Linked DNA regions of Zea mays: region 1 is linked to region 2. A link is a contact called in public Hi-C data. All regions are on one chromosome and are shown on one strand. The core of a region is the stretch at or near the end of the contact, and the rest is flanking DNA. Distances in the headings are between cores, read along the strand shown. Region 1 holds the start of LOC100280810. Region 2 holds the start of LOC100276319.

Region 1 (6,916 bases), core at 636-3,135, 160 kb after region 2:
TATTTCGGGGTATGGGTTTAGGTTCGGTTCCTTACCTTTAAAACCCGAATAGACCGAATAACTCAGAATATAAAAAAGCTCTTAATATGTGATGATATTATTATATATGATTTATGAACTTATTAGCTAAAAATAATGATATCATCTTAACGATAATATATATCTCTGTATGCTATTTTTTATAGTCACTTGTTGTAATAATAGTACTTCCAATTAATTATTAATTGTATATATTTTAATAAAAAATACTAGTCTCTCTACTATTTGGGTCTATTTTTGAAGTGAATACTATTTGGGTCTATTCGGTGGATCGAATAGACCGAACCGAAATTGTGAGTCTATTTGGGTTCGATTCCTAAAATTATTTTAAAAATTTCGGTTCTCATTTTTTAAACACGAAATTTCACAAATCTATATAAACCGAGCAATTAACCTAATAAACCGAATGCTCAACCTATGTGTACTTGCTTGTTTGTACTATATGCTACTGTATGATCGTAACAGATATTTTTGGTCAGCATCGTCGTCATCAGTCCAATCTGTTCGTTACGTGACAGTAACACGGAGTAAGACAAGATGCATTCATTCATCAAGAGCAACTAATCGTATATTGACGGGGGTATACTTCGTAATTACGGCCGGCTGCACAGCGTTCTTGCAGCAGCATCCGACAAGATGCAAACGTTGCCGTTGCAGAACGCACATGCATGTGCTACGTACTAGCTAGTATTTGTTTATGCAACAAAAAGTACTTGTAGTAGTCGAGATCGATAGAAGCATGAGCTAGGTCCAGAGCTGGGCTTCGTGATCCGGCCACGTCGTCGCCGAGTCCAGGTCCGAGTCGTACAACGTCGTCTGCTGGTAGTACGCCGCCGCGCCGAATCCGCCGCCGCCGCCGCCGTCCATCATCGTCGTCAGCGGCGACGGGTGCTGCTGGTTGCCGCGGCGATTGGCCATCTCGACGCAGAAGAGGGCGAGCAGGTTGGCGTGCTTGGCCTGCGCGTTGAGCAGGTCGGCCTGCGCGCGCGCCAGCTGCACCTTGAGCTCGTTGGCCTGCTTCTGCAGCCGGCACACCGCCCCCGCGCACCCGTACACTGGGTCCCGCAGCCGCGCCTCCGCCTCGTACACCATGCTGCTCACCGCGTCCGCGCGCGAGCTCTCCGGCAGATCCTGCAGCGTTTATATATATACATACATACGCATGTCAGCACAGCTAGCATTGTTGCCGCGCGCGCGGGGACGCTTCCAGACCTGCCTGTGTCCCCACACGTACACACCTGGAGGAGCTTGATGATGTTGCTGGCGCCGAAGACGCGGTGCGCCGTGGTGAACTTGGCGGGCTCGGTCGGCGGGAAGTAGGGAGCCAGCACGCAGCCGTCGGCGCAGCGGCGGCGGAGGATCTTGCACGCCGCGCACGGGCTCAGGACGACGGTCGGCGGCGGCACGTTGCCCACCACCTGCAGGACAGCGGGAGGAGGAGGAGGCGGTGGCGGCGAGCACGACGACGACACCCTGGACGGCGGCGACACGGAGCGGCAGTAATATTGCTGCGGCTGCGGCGCCGCCGTGCCCGCGCTCGCGTTGCCGTAGTCGTCCATGACCGGAGGCCGGAGCAGCAGTGCTGCTGCAGCTAGTGTTGGCTATGGAGTAGTAGAGCCTGCTAGCTAGTTGTACGTACGAGATCAGCAGGGGTGGTAAATCAAAAGTAAAATCTGGTGCTAGTATATATAGGGAGATCGATCGAGACGTGTCTAGCAGATTTCCCCCTGCATCTCTATTCTCTCCTCTCCTATGTATTCTATTCCACGAGTGAGAGAGGCTATTATTTCCTTTGCTTGGTGGATTATATTGCAGACCGATGGACGACGCAGAGCGCACACAATGCTGACGATCAGGTCACATCAATTCAGTTACGGTTTACTAGTAGTACGTCCGTGCTGTGCTTGGCCGAGTTTGGCAGGTCTTGATCAACTCGTGGAGGGATGGTTAGACGTGCATCTGCTATACTTAATCACTACCTTGCATGTCACTCATGCCTCCTACTGCTGCTTGGAACTAGTCCGACCAACAATCCGTATTTTTTTTTCGATCGTACATGTGTGCTAGTTTATTAACAAACCAACATACGTACGCAGGGCTGATTTCGAAATGTTTTGGTCGCTTGTATGTATGTAATTCTTCCACAATGGCGTATTTCCAGCCGAGGTGACCCGAAGGCCATGTCCGTAGAAATGCTGGTCGGAAACAAAGACCTTATTTTTGTTGGACGCTGCGTGGCGGCCGGCGGCCCGTTTATTTTTTTTATTAAACCGCTTTTTAGGTCTGTTCAGACCGGCACGGCCCATATAAACCCGTAACGTATTAGACCCATTCAGGAAACCAAACCCGCGGGTCTGATAGGCTCGACCTGCCCAAACCAGGTCGGGTGGTCCAGTGGCGGACGCAAGACAAAATTTCAGGTGAGGCCGATAACGTAGGGGACAAATCAATATACTATACTATTTGATAAAAATAGTTCCATAATAATAACATGGAGATTAAGTGATAATATGAGTAGTGTTCTAAAATAGCATGAATACCGAAACTTCATTTTGGCCACCCTAAAGGAGAGTTAGAGAAAACAAAAGGGTGGACTAGCGGGGACTGGAAGTTAGGGCGAAGCGGGCGTATTAGCACGTCGGTGTGGAGAGTCAGCGACTCCACCGCAAAATGACGACGGTGAGGCGACAATCAGAAGCGGGCCAAGCATTTGAGATTGGGTATTCAAAAATTCAAAAGATTAAAGAAATTAGTGTTCTAACGCTATTTTGTGTAATACACTATTAACAAATTAGTATAGATCACCAAAAACTTAGGTATTCAATGAATACCCATGAAACACCCCTGTGCCTGCCACTGGCGACAATAGGCGTGGGATAGCGAGGGCAGGCGACGATACGACGGTAGATGGCAACGACGAGGCGAAAGGCGGTGGCAGCAAGCGACAGTCATTGTCGCGTTGCGACGGCGCGACGGGACCCTTGTGAGATAGCGAGGGCGGGTGGTGCTGTGATGCCAAGGTAGAATCCCACTAATAGTCTACCCATCCACCGGTGCGGATTAGAAGGCAAAGTAATTGTACTGCGTGCAGGATCCCGACGTGACGACGAGCACCACGACTCGGGTGTGGAGTGGGCTGAGTAGTGAAGCATCGAGAAAAAAATTAGATCAAAGTCTAGTTTTTATTAAATTTAGTCCAACCTACTATATAAAAATTTATTTATTTATTATATATCTATGTCTATATAAAAGTTTATTTATTTTATTATATATCTAAGTCTATGTATAAGAGTTTATAAAAAAATTAAGGTGGGGTCGTGGCCCCCATTGCCCACCCCTTGCGTCCGCCACTTGGGCGATCGGTTTGTACATCACTAGATTTAACATGGGGTTGGTCTATATTTTATTTAACTTAATTAAATAAATTTTAAACTTATATTAAATATTACAGTTTATTTAAGTTTTAATCTTGTATAGGATTTTAACTATTTATTGGTTTAGTTTAAATAGATGGACTACGTATACATTACTTCTAGTTAAAAGGCGCTGGGGTTTGGGGCTCCCTCCGCGTTTCACGCGGCGTGCAGCGCTAGGGTCACGACGCGTGTGCATGGGCGGACCCGAAACGCCTATTCAATCCAGTAGAACGCTCCAGCCGCGTCCGCCGCTCTTGGATCTGTGTTCCTCCAACGACTCACCTCCCACCCACTCACCCACCCCATGGCGACCAACCCCTCCAACGGCGCCGGCGCCGACGTCCCTGCAGCCCCGGCGCCGGTGCGGCTCTCGGTTGCGGCGCAGGCGGCCACGATCCAGCCCTCTTCCCCGCGCTTCTTCTTCTTCTCCTCGCTTGCCGGGAGCAACCCGGCCTCCCCGCACCGTCGCATCGCCATCGCCGTTGATCTCTCCGACGAGTACGCCTTCGCAGTCAAGTGGGCCGTGCAGAACTACCTCTGCCCCGGGGACGCCGTCGTGCTGCTCCACGTGCGCCCCACCTCCGTCCTCTACGGTGTCGACTGGGGCTCCATCCCGGTCTCCGTCGCTGACGAGGACGACGCTGCCGAGGACGCCGCCTTCACCTCGGGAGGAGCTGCAAAAGAAGCGGGAGGAGAACTACGACGCCTTCACCTCACTAAGGCGTAGGACCTCGCGCAACCGCTGATCCACGCCCAGATCCCCTTCAAGATCCACGTCGTCAAGGACCACGAGATGAAGGAGCGCCCCTGCCTCGAGGCTGAGCGCCTTGGCCTTCCGCCATGATCATGGGGAGCCACGGTTTCGGGGGCCTCGTGTCGCGCGGTCGGCCTGGGCGCGTCGGCCTGGCTCGGCGGCACGTCGGCGTCGGTGTGCGCTGGGCGCGTGCGGCAGCGCGGCTCGGCCGCGGGGCAGGGGCTGCTGCGCGGGGTGCGGGGCTCGCCTGCGCGCTAGAGAGAGAGGTGAGAGGGGGGAGAGAGATAGGAGAGAGATGAGAGGAGAGAGAGAGAGTTAGGGAGGGAGAAGGAAGCACAGGCGGCGGCGGCGGCTGGCTTCAGCTGGGAGAGAGCAGCGCGCGGCTAGGGTTAGTGGTAGTTGGGCCCTGGTGGGCCGGTTTTAGATTAGGGTTTGGTTTTTTTGTTTTTTTTTATTTTGAAATACATTTTTAGATAGCTAAAAAATTCATAAAAATTCGCCAAAATTATTTATAAATAAAATACTTGTTTTTAGACTAATAATTATTATACTACTTAATTATTATATTAATTACTAGGATTTCTTTTTAAAAAGAATTACTACAAAACATCCGATACTCAATCATGCGCATACAAAGAAAAATGATTAAAATGCAAATAAATAATTAAACACTTAAAACAAAATTATTATCTTAATTACCATAATAACTAAATTTATTATTTTTAGTTGATGGCTTTTATGGTGTTACACTTTTCAGATTGTTAGAGAGCGCATTCATTGCACCATAGATATACTCAGTGATTGGCAACTACTACTGCTGGATAGAACTTTCACTTTTGACCTGTGACCCTGCATATAATAATAGTGAGGCACCTCAATCATTGAGCATAGTTAACAAATCCTAACATACCTTGGACAGTGTAACAATGCTGATGTGCAGAGCAAATTTTTAAGATGAACAAATAGATACTAGCGTATCTTCCTCTGAGATAAATGTCAAGCCTGGTTCTCTATCGACTATGCTTTTGTTTGTGTTGCATTTTTCAGTCATCGAGTCTAAAAAAATGTTTGTTTTCAAAGTTACGAGGAAGCATCCATTATTGTGTTGCATTTTTCAGTCATCGAGTCTAAAAAAATTATTTGTTTTCAAAGTTTGGAGGAAGCATCCATTAGAGCGCCCGTAAGGGCGCCCCATGTTCTAGTATATTGAAAAATTAAGAGAGGTTAAGGATATATCACATGCATGTGTCATCGCTGCCAAACGGTCACTACTGGAGAAGAGGGGTTCCGTCACTTGGGGTTGCTTGGACAAGATGAATGTGCTATTAAATACAAGCATAGTAAGCTTGGACCTAAAACTATTGTTTGTATGTTCTTTGGTTATGCTTTTGCAGCTTTGGATATATGTTCTTAATAATAAAGCCTAGAGTATCTGACATGCATGTTGGTATTATTATGGAGTCTAAAGATGTTATACTTTTTAAAACTAAATTCCTATTAAAAATGCACCTAGAACATCTAGTAGTGAGCTAATAGACTTGGGGTTCCTATTAAAAATGCATCTACAACTTATACCCTTGGGCATTTTATTTTGATATAAAGTATTGAAGAATCCCATGTGCAAATTCTTGAGAAGAAATGACTTTGTAGTAACCTAAAAGAGTAAGAGACAAAGGACTATTGAGCCTTTTGATGATGAGTACATTATGTACGTTGTGGATGACATAGCAAGAGCTATTGAAAAGGCATATTCCTCTCTAGATGTTGATTTTTGGAGGGAAGTAATATGGAGTAATATGAATTCAATTATGTCTAGTGGAACTTACAAAGTCGTTGAATGTCCCTATGGGTGTAAACATATAGAATGCACATGGATGTTCAAGGAAAAGCTTAGACCTAATGGTACTATAGAAAAGTACAAGGCAAGGCTTGTAGCTAAGAGTTTCAACATATAGAAGACAAGGATTATCTTGATGCTTATTCGCCTGATGCTCTACTGATCACAATTCATCAAATAGACATTAAGACAACTTTCTTTAATAAACAATTAGAGGAGGAGATATATATAGATCAATAAGATGTGTTCATAGCAAACGATCAAATAGGTATGGTGTGTAAATTATTAAAGTGCTTGTATAGCCTGAAACAAGCACCTAATAAATGAAATTAGTGGTTTGATAGAACTTTAACATTTGTTGGCTTTACTGTGAATGAAACTAGCAAATATGTGTACTATCTGTATGATATGGATGAAGGTGTGATCTTGTGTTTGTATGTTGATGACATACTGATCTTTGAAACTAGTTTTGATGTGATCAAGGAAGTGAAAAACTTTTTATCCAATAATTTTGAAATAAAAGATTTGTTAAAAGTTTATGATATTATTAATATCAAGTTACTTAAAGAAGGTAATGGAAAGATTACACTTCTGCAATCCTATTTTGTGGAAAACGTTTTGAGTCACTTTAGATTTAGTGACTACCAATCCGCTTCTGCAATCCTAGTGTGCTCTTAAGGAAAAAAATAAAGAACAACAATAGATTAATTGAGATATTCCCAAATAATTGGTTCTAATATGTATCTAGCTAGTGCTACAAGGGTTTATATCTTGTTTGTTGGGAGCAAGCTAAGTCAATTTATGTCAAATCTAGGAGATGATCATTGACATTTTCTTGATAGAGTAATGCTCTATCTAAAAGGTACTACG
Region 2 (7,468 bases), core at 2,603-5,102:
GAGGGGATCTCCTTGTCTTAGTCCTCGCTTGCAGGTGAACCATGGGCCAGGCACACCATTTAGCAGAACGGCGTTCTTAGAAGTGCATAGCAGTTGTAGAATCCATTGTTGCCATGTTTGGTTGAACCCTCTAGCTTTCAGCACTGTAAGTAGCCCAGTCCAATTCACAGTATCAAAGGCTTTTGCAAAATCCAGCTTAATGATCATAGTTGGAGTTCTCCTCTTGTGGCAGCACTGAGTCAGTTCCATTGCATAGATGAAGTTTTCAGTGATTGAGCGCCCACGAATAAATCCTGTTTGGTCCAAGTGGATCAGATTGTGGATTTCTTGTTGAAGTCTGGTGGTCAGGATCTTTGTAATTATCTTGATACTGCAGTTCTGAAGACTGATCGGCCTAAAAGAGTCAACAGACGTACACCCCTGTTTCTTGTGCAAGAGCACCATGTATGCTCTGTTAATTCTTTCAAGATCCACATTCCCATGATGAAAGGCACCCAGCAGATCCATCACTTGTAACTTAACTGTGTTCCATGCACTATAGTAGAAACAGGGGCCAAAGCCATCTGGCCCAGGGGCACTCATCTTGTTCATCGAGCGAACGGCCGTTGCTGCTTCCAGCTCAGTGAAGGGAGCAGTTAGAGAATCTGATGCGCATGGATGACCAGCATAGAGCTCATGGACATCAAAAGACCAAGTGGAGCTGCCAGACTCTCCCATAATGTTGGCGAAGTAGTTTGTGAGGGCTGCAATTTTTGTCTCATGGCTATACAGTTCCTGCTCCTGTACAGTTATTTTGCTGATATGATTCATCCTTAGCCTCTGTGTAGCGTGGGCATGGTGGAATGCCGTGTTGGTGCTTGCTGTTTCGGTGATTCATCCTGGTCTGAAGATGTGATCAAACGCTGTTTCGGTGCTTGCTGCGAGGTAGTGGAAGTGGATCCACGCTGCCTTACTGGTGACAATTTCGGACCGTTGCGTGTGCTGCTTGAGCTCAACCACTACCTCGATCTACCCTCTGAAATTTGGATTTCGGCAACTGATGGTGTTTCCAGGATGGGGTGCATTGCACAGGTGTTTCCCATTCGTGTCTGGCGTCGCGCTGATCAGGTTGGTCCGGATGGACGTATTCGCCCATTCTTCCAACCCATGCCACCACCCCCATCGTCCCCACCCCCACCGCCACCACACACACCTGCTCCAACGCCGCCTGAAAGCTCATGCCCCCATGCTCCCACTGCTCAGCATCCTGCTCACATATCAACCATTTTCCCCCACAGCAACACCTTCAACCCAGAGAGTCAAAATGCATCCATTGCTGCTCAACTCCTTGGCATGTCTGCTGTCCTCGCCCGACTTACAACCGCTCCAGCAAACACCCAATCCCCAATGTCATGCAATGCCAAAAATGTGCCTGACCGCAGCAAACCTGTCCCTTCGAATAGCTCGGCCGTCAAACCCTGCAACACCCCCACTAACTCGCCTATAGCCTCCTCTGCCCCCCGTTTGGTGCACATCGGTCGTCCACCCCGTGCCAGTGTTATCACCACCATCCGCCGCAAGAGCTCCAGGCTTGCTGCGAAAGAAGACGACAATTTTGCCCATGCTTCAATGAAGGCTACTAGACTCAAAGAATTGAAGGAATCACTCCACGGTTGCTCTGCTGCTGTTAAACAGGAAGTTCAGAAAAAAGGGCTGCTCAGTCGATCCATTGCGCCGATCCCGATCCCTGCGCTGCGCAAACTAGTCCGTGCAGCAGGCCTGGGATGTTCTACTGCCAATACTGTTGGCGTGGTGCCGCTCGCCAAAGAATGATGAACAACAGCTGTGGTGTTCAAGGTGCAGTGAGCTGGTCGGTCTGCACCCCGTGGCTATCTTGGGTCTGTGTCCTAGTTACTTATTCTGCTCTGTCTAGTTCTGTTCTCATCAGTCTAGTCTATGGTCTGGTCCACCTCTATTCCCTCTCTAGCCTTGTGTTCATGGTGTTTGTTAGTCCCCCCTATGTGTAATCTCAAGAATCTCGTTGTAATGTCGTGGAATGTTCGTGGTCTTGGCGACTCGGAAAAATGTAATCTTGTTCGTGAATCCATTGCGTCTATTGCCCCAAATGTAGCTTGCATCCAGGAATCCAAACTCCACGATATCACAACTTTTAAAGCACACTCTTTCCTCCCCACATGCCTTGCTGTCAAATTCATGCACATCCCTGCTGCTGGGACGCGAGGTGGGGTAATTACTGCCTGGAACCCCGACGTCCTCCATCTCACCTCCTATGCTGTTCATCATCACGCTCTAACTGTGCATCTCCGTCTGCTCGCTTCGAACTCTGACATCCACATCACAAACGTCTACGCCCCATCCGACCACAGAGACACCCCAGCCTTCCTTGACATCCTGCTGGAAATTGGTGCCAGCATCTCTGGGCCTTGGCTCATTGTTGGGGATTTTAACCTCATCCGCGATGCCAAAGATAAGAACACTGGCACTGTGAACCAGCTCCTCTGCAATCAGTTTAATGACGTGATCCACAACCTTAGTCTTGCTGAACTTCCTCTGTTAGACTGTCTCTACACCTGGTCAAATAAACGTCGCTCACCTATCCTTGCCAGACTCGACCGTGCCTTCACAAATGCAACCTTCAACAATGTCTTCCCCTCAGCCCTACTAACCTCATCTGTCAGAATCACTTCTGATCACAAACCCATCATCGCAACCATGTCCACCACAGTCCCAAAGTCCAACTCCTTCAGATTCGAAAATGCCTGGCTCAAGAAACCAGGCTTCCTCCCTTCCATCCTCCCGGCCTGGCGTTGCCTCTCCGGTTCTACGGACGCTGCCGGACGCCTTGCTAGCTGCCTCAAGAGCACCAGATCTGCGGTAAAGGTTTGGGCCAGGCGTAACAGGGCGCCCCCTCAGATTCTGCCAAATTGCAAATTCATAATCCTAATGTTTGACTTCCTTGAGGAAGAGAGATGGTTGTCAGATGCTGAAATGCAGGTTCGGGAGCTCTGCCGGAACAGGCTACAACAACACATCAAGGAAATGGCTGCATACTGGAAGCAGCGTGGGAAGCAACGGGCTATCCGTGAGGGAGTCGTCGTTTAATAGTGGCCGTAAAGGAGGCCCGCCGCCACTGAGCCTTGGTTTCTGCCGAATTTCGTTCGCATGAAGATAGGCCCTAGCTAAAAAAAAGTTCTAATAAATCACAAACCGCAAGCAACTGTTGACACAACAGCAATTACGTTCCAGCAATCGCAGTGCGGTTCCTCCGGTAAAAGAAAGAAACAAAAAAAAAAACAATGCTGTGATAAACATTTCTGCCCCCAACTACACAACTTTGCTTGCAGCACCCACACACGTTTTATTAACAACATCAGCCGATAGTCACTCCTAATTCGCGTAATCGAGACAGACATGCACACTGGGACTGGGAGAAGTCCTCACATCACTACGTACTTCTGGACAGATCGAGAGTCTTCATGTCCTCCTCTTCGCACAACTTAAGCCACCAGCACGTACACGGCGTAGATGATCCCCGGAATGTACCCCAGCACGGTCAGCAAGAGGTCGATCCAGAACTCCACCTGCAACATCCATCCATCCATCATATAATCATCCATCGAACAGAGCACAGCATACGATCGAGCAGCCTACATATATAGTCCTTGAGGTGAGGTGAGGTGAGTGTTCCACTTACGCCGCAGCCGTAGCGAAGGAAGACGCCGACCGGCGGGAGGAAGATGGCGAGGAGCACCTCCAGGAACGTCGCCGACGCCATTGCCTCTCTCTCTCTCGCTCACGATGCGCCTTCTTTCTCTAGAGTCTGGAGGAGGAACCGCCTGGAAACCGCGCGCCTGGCGAAAGGGGGCACGCGCCCGTACGTTTATATAAGCAAGCGCACTTTGGAGATTGAAGGGCGTTTCCATTTTTTTTTTCTCGCAAAGGAGTAGCAACTGCTCTGATTCGGGACAGAGGGTGTACGTGTCCGCGCCTCCGCGGCGGCGGCGGTTCTTCCGTGCGGGACTGTGGCATCGCATCACACGCGGGCGAAATCTGCTACCAGTGGCCTCTTTCTGGTGAGTTCTCCAGTCCCTGATTGGTGTCAGCGTCTTGGCTGGCTGCTTGCTGATAAGGATCGTAACTGGGGTTTGTTCTGCCTTTGCCCTCCCAACTTAAATTGCTATATTAAATACAAACAAATTGCTAAATTCAAATATAAATTTAGAAGGTTCCGAACAATTTGTACGATAACCCAACACTCTCACAGGCCACTTAAGACCTTGTTCGGTTATTCTAATTTTATGTGGATTAAAGTGTATTGGAATGGATTGGTGTGGATTTTAACTTGCTTTTTTCTCGAACGCGCAAGAGAACTGCGCTCCATTATATATTAAGCAAAAGAAAATAGAAACAAAAGTTTACTGTTGGGAGTCTGCTTTGTCGCCGAAAGTGCCATAAGAAGAAACACCTTCGGAAGATTAACACAAAGCCGAAGCTATCAATTAGAGAGCTTCAGAGTACATTTTCAGATACACCGACTTAAAGATGAAATGATCAATCGGCCCGTGAAAGCTTGTATTATAATTGTAAACATTTGTAAAGGGCATGAATGTAATTTCTCACAGACTGCGACCTGTGCCTATAAATAGATGAACAGTACCCATGTACTGTTCACGCTATCTTGTATTCACTCGTGCGCAACGCTCGTATTTTTGTCTTCTATCAAGCCGAAGGTACAAATGTAATTAAATATCGTCTTTTGATTATTCAGGTTTATATAATGAAGATATGTGGATAATTTTGTATGATTATTTATATTATCTTTTGTGCTTCATATGTTGTGTCTTTCATTATCATATACCATGATGATGAATGTACGTCCTTCATGACCTTCGTCTGAAGATCGTTATGTCCTAAGGAAAATAATGCTTCGAAGGACGAAGGATATTAACATTTAATACTTTGTGTTGCCTTGTTCTTAACTCGTAGCATTTGAGAACAAGTCCCCAACATTGGCGCCCACCGTCGGTGAACTCACTTCCACTGTTGAGCTGATGGCTTCGTTCAACAATCAAGTTGAAGTAGCTTCGGCTACGAAGCTGGTGCTCCCGATAATAGGCGGTTCAAGCTCAGAACCGGCCAACAAGAAGCAGAAGAAGGAGGCTCAGAGAAGGGTACAACATGTTGGGGTGCAGGAACCCTTCATCAAGTCAAAATGGTCCCACATCCCAATCACCTTCTCCCAGGAGGACCTTCAGCTCAAAGATTACCCTCATAATGATGCTATGGTCATGTCTTGTGTCATCAAGGGATTTCTGGTCCATGATATTCTGGTTTATATAGGCAGTGCAACAAACATCATATTTGCTAAGGCCTTCAGACAGATGCAAGAGCCAGAGGACAAGATTCATGATGCTACACACCCTATTTATGGCTTCGGAGGAAGGCAGATTGCAGCACTCGTCAAAATCACGATGCCAGTGACCTTCGGCTTTGTCCACAATACAAGGAATGAACAAGTTGTGTTTGACATCATTGATATGGAATACCCCTACAATGCAATCATTGGTCGTGGGACACTCAATGCTTTCGAAGCAATACTTCATCCAGCATATCTATGCATGAAGATACCTTCGGAACAAGGGCCCATTGTTGTTCATGGTAGTCAGGAAACTGCTAGAAAAGCCGAAGGAAACTGGACAGACTCAAAAGCAATCCACAATATAGATGGAACTGAAGCTTGTGAACAATACAAGTACAGAAGAGAGAAGGCTGATTCGGCTGATCAACCAAAGCCTATGCTTCTATGTGAAGACATAGCAGAGCAGAAGGTACTGCTTGGGTCTCAGCTATCTGAAGAATAGGAGAAAACCTTGATAAGGTTTTTATTCAACAACAAAGATGTTTTTGCTTGGTCGGCCAATGATCTCTGTAGTGTAAACAGAGACGTCATTGAACATTCACTCAATGTCGACCCGTCTTTCAGGCCAAGAAAGCAAAGGCTTCGAAAAATGTCTGATGATAAAGCTGAAGGTGCTCGAAATGAAGTCAAAAGACTTCTCAGTGCTGGTGTTATTAGAGAAGTAAAATATCCAAAGTGGCTAGCCAATACTGTCATGGTGAAGAAGGCTAATGGCAAATGGAGAATGTGTATTGATTTCACGGATCTCAACAAGGCCTGTCCGAAGGACGAGTTTCCATTACCAAGGATAGACTCTCTTGTGGATGCAGCAGCTTCTTCAGAACTTATGAGTCTGCTGGATTGTTACTCAGGATATCATCAAATATGGATGAAGAAGGAGGATAAACCGAAGACTAGCTTCATAACTCCTAGTGGCACCTATTGTTATCTTCGGATGCCTGAGGGGTTCAAAAATGCTGGAGGAAGTTTCAGCAGAATGACAACCAAGGTCCTTCATTCCCAGATAGGCAGAAATATGCTAACATACGTTGATGATATCATAGTAAAAAGCACGAAGAAAGAAAATCATATCACTGATCTGCAAGAAACATTTGCTAATTTCAGACAAGCTGGCCTGAAATTAAATCCTGAAAAATGTGTCTTTGGAGTGAAGAAGGGTAAGTTCCTTGGATGTCTAGTTTCAACGAAGGGGATTGAAGCTAACCCAAGCAAGATCGAAGCCATCCTTCGAATGGAACCACCAAGCACAAAGAAGGGGGCCCAACGGTTGGCAGGAAGACTGACTTCATTGAATAGATTTATATCTAGATCAGCAGAAAGAAACTTGCCATTCTTTGAAATACTAAAGCCAGCCGAAGTCTTTCAATGAGGCCCAGCTCAACAGAAAGCCTTTGAAGAGCTGAAGCAATACTTGATTGATCTAACAACATTAACTCCACCCGCGCCAGGGGCTCAGTTACTATTATATGTGGCAACTTCGCACTCTGCAGTGAGTGCGGCGCTTGTGCAGGAGAAACTGGAAGGACAAATTAAAAAGCAAGCCCCAATATACTTTGTCTCCGAAGTTTTAAGTTTATCAAAGAAAAACTATACAGAATTGGAGAAGGTGTTGTATGCTGTCTTAATGGCCTCCAGGAAGCTTTGACATTATTTTCAAGCATTCCATATAATTGTTCCTTCATCACAGCCTTTGAAGGATATCATGAGGAACAGAGAAGCTACTGGAAGGATTGGAAAGTGGGCTGCGGAACTCAACGAATTCAGCATTGATTATGTGCATAGATCCTCAATTCAGTCCCAGGCGTTAGCAGACTTCATCGCTGACTGGACGCCAGGGGCTCAGGAAGAAGAAGCAAATAAAGATGCCGAAGCTTGGACAGTGTTCTGCGACGGTTCCTAGGGAACCTTTGGGGCAGGTGCGGCTGCTGTTTTAGTTGCACCTTCCAAAGTCAGAACATGCTATGCAATAAGGCTTGATTTCAGTTGTACAAATAATATTGCTGAATACGAAGCTTTACTATTGAGGCTTCGGAAGTTAAAAGCAATGGG

What was found. Hi-C and Micro-C count contacts between places; a contact is called where the count stands out from the background.
Region 1: a Hi-C map of leaf shows a contact between it and region 2, with 9 times the contacts expected there. The contact joins the promoter of LOC100280810 here to the promoter of LOC100276319 in region 2. A contact is called at or near these places in 4 of 25 Hi-C or Micro-C datasets (endosperm, leaf and root tip).

The regions. Positions count from the first base shown.
Region 1 is chr1:43,963,609-43,970,524 of Zm-B73-REFERENCE-NAM-5.0, forward strand. It overlaps LOC100280810, which reads right to left and starts at 1,886. Exons shown (of 2, transcript XM_034059576.1): 1 at 1,278-1,886; 2 at 565-1,170. The coding sequence starts at 1,598. The coding sequence ends at 784. It also overlaps the pseudogene LOC109940968.
Region 2 is chr1:43,799,956-43,807,423 of Zm-B73-REFERENCE-NAM-5.0, forward strand. LOC100276319 reads right to left here and starts at 3,853. Exons shown (of 2, transcript NM_001363954.1): 1 at 3,695-3,853; 2 at 3,301-3,581. The coding sequence starts at 3,775. The coding sequence ends at 3,498.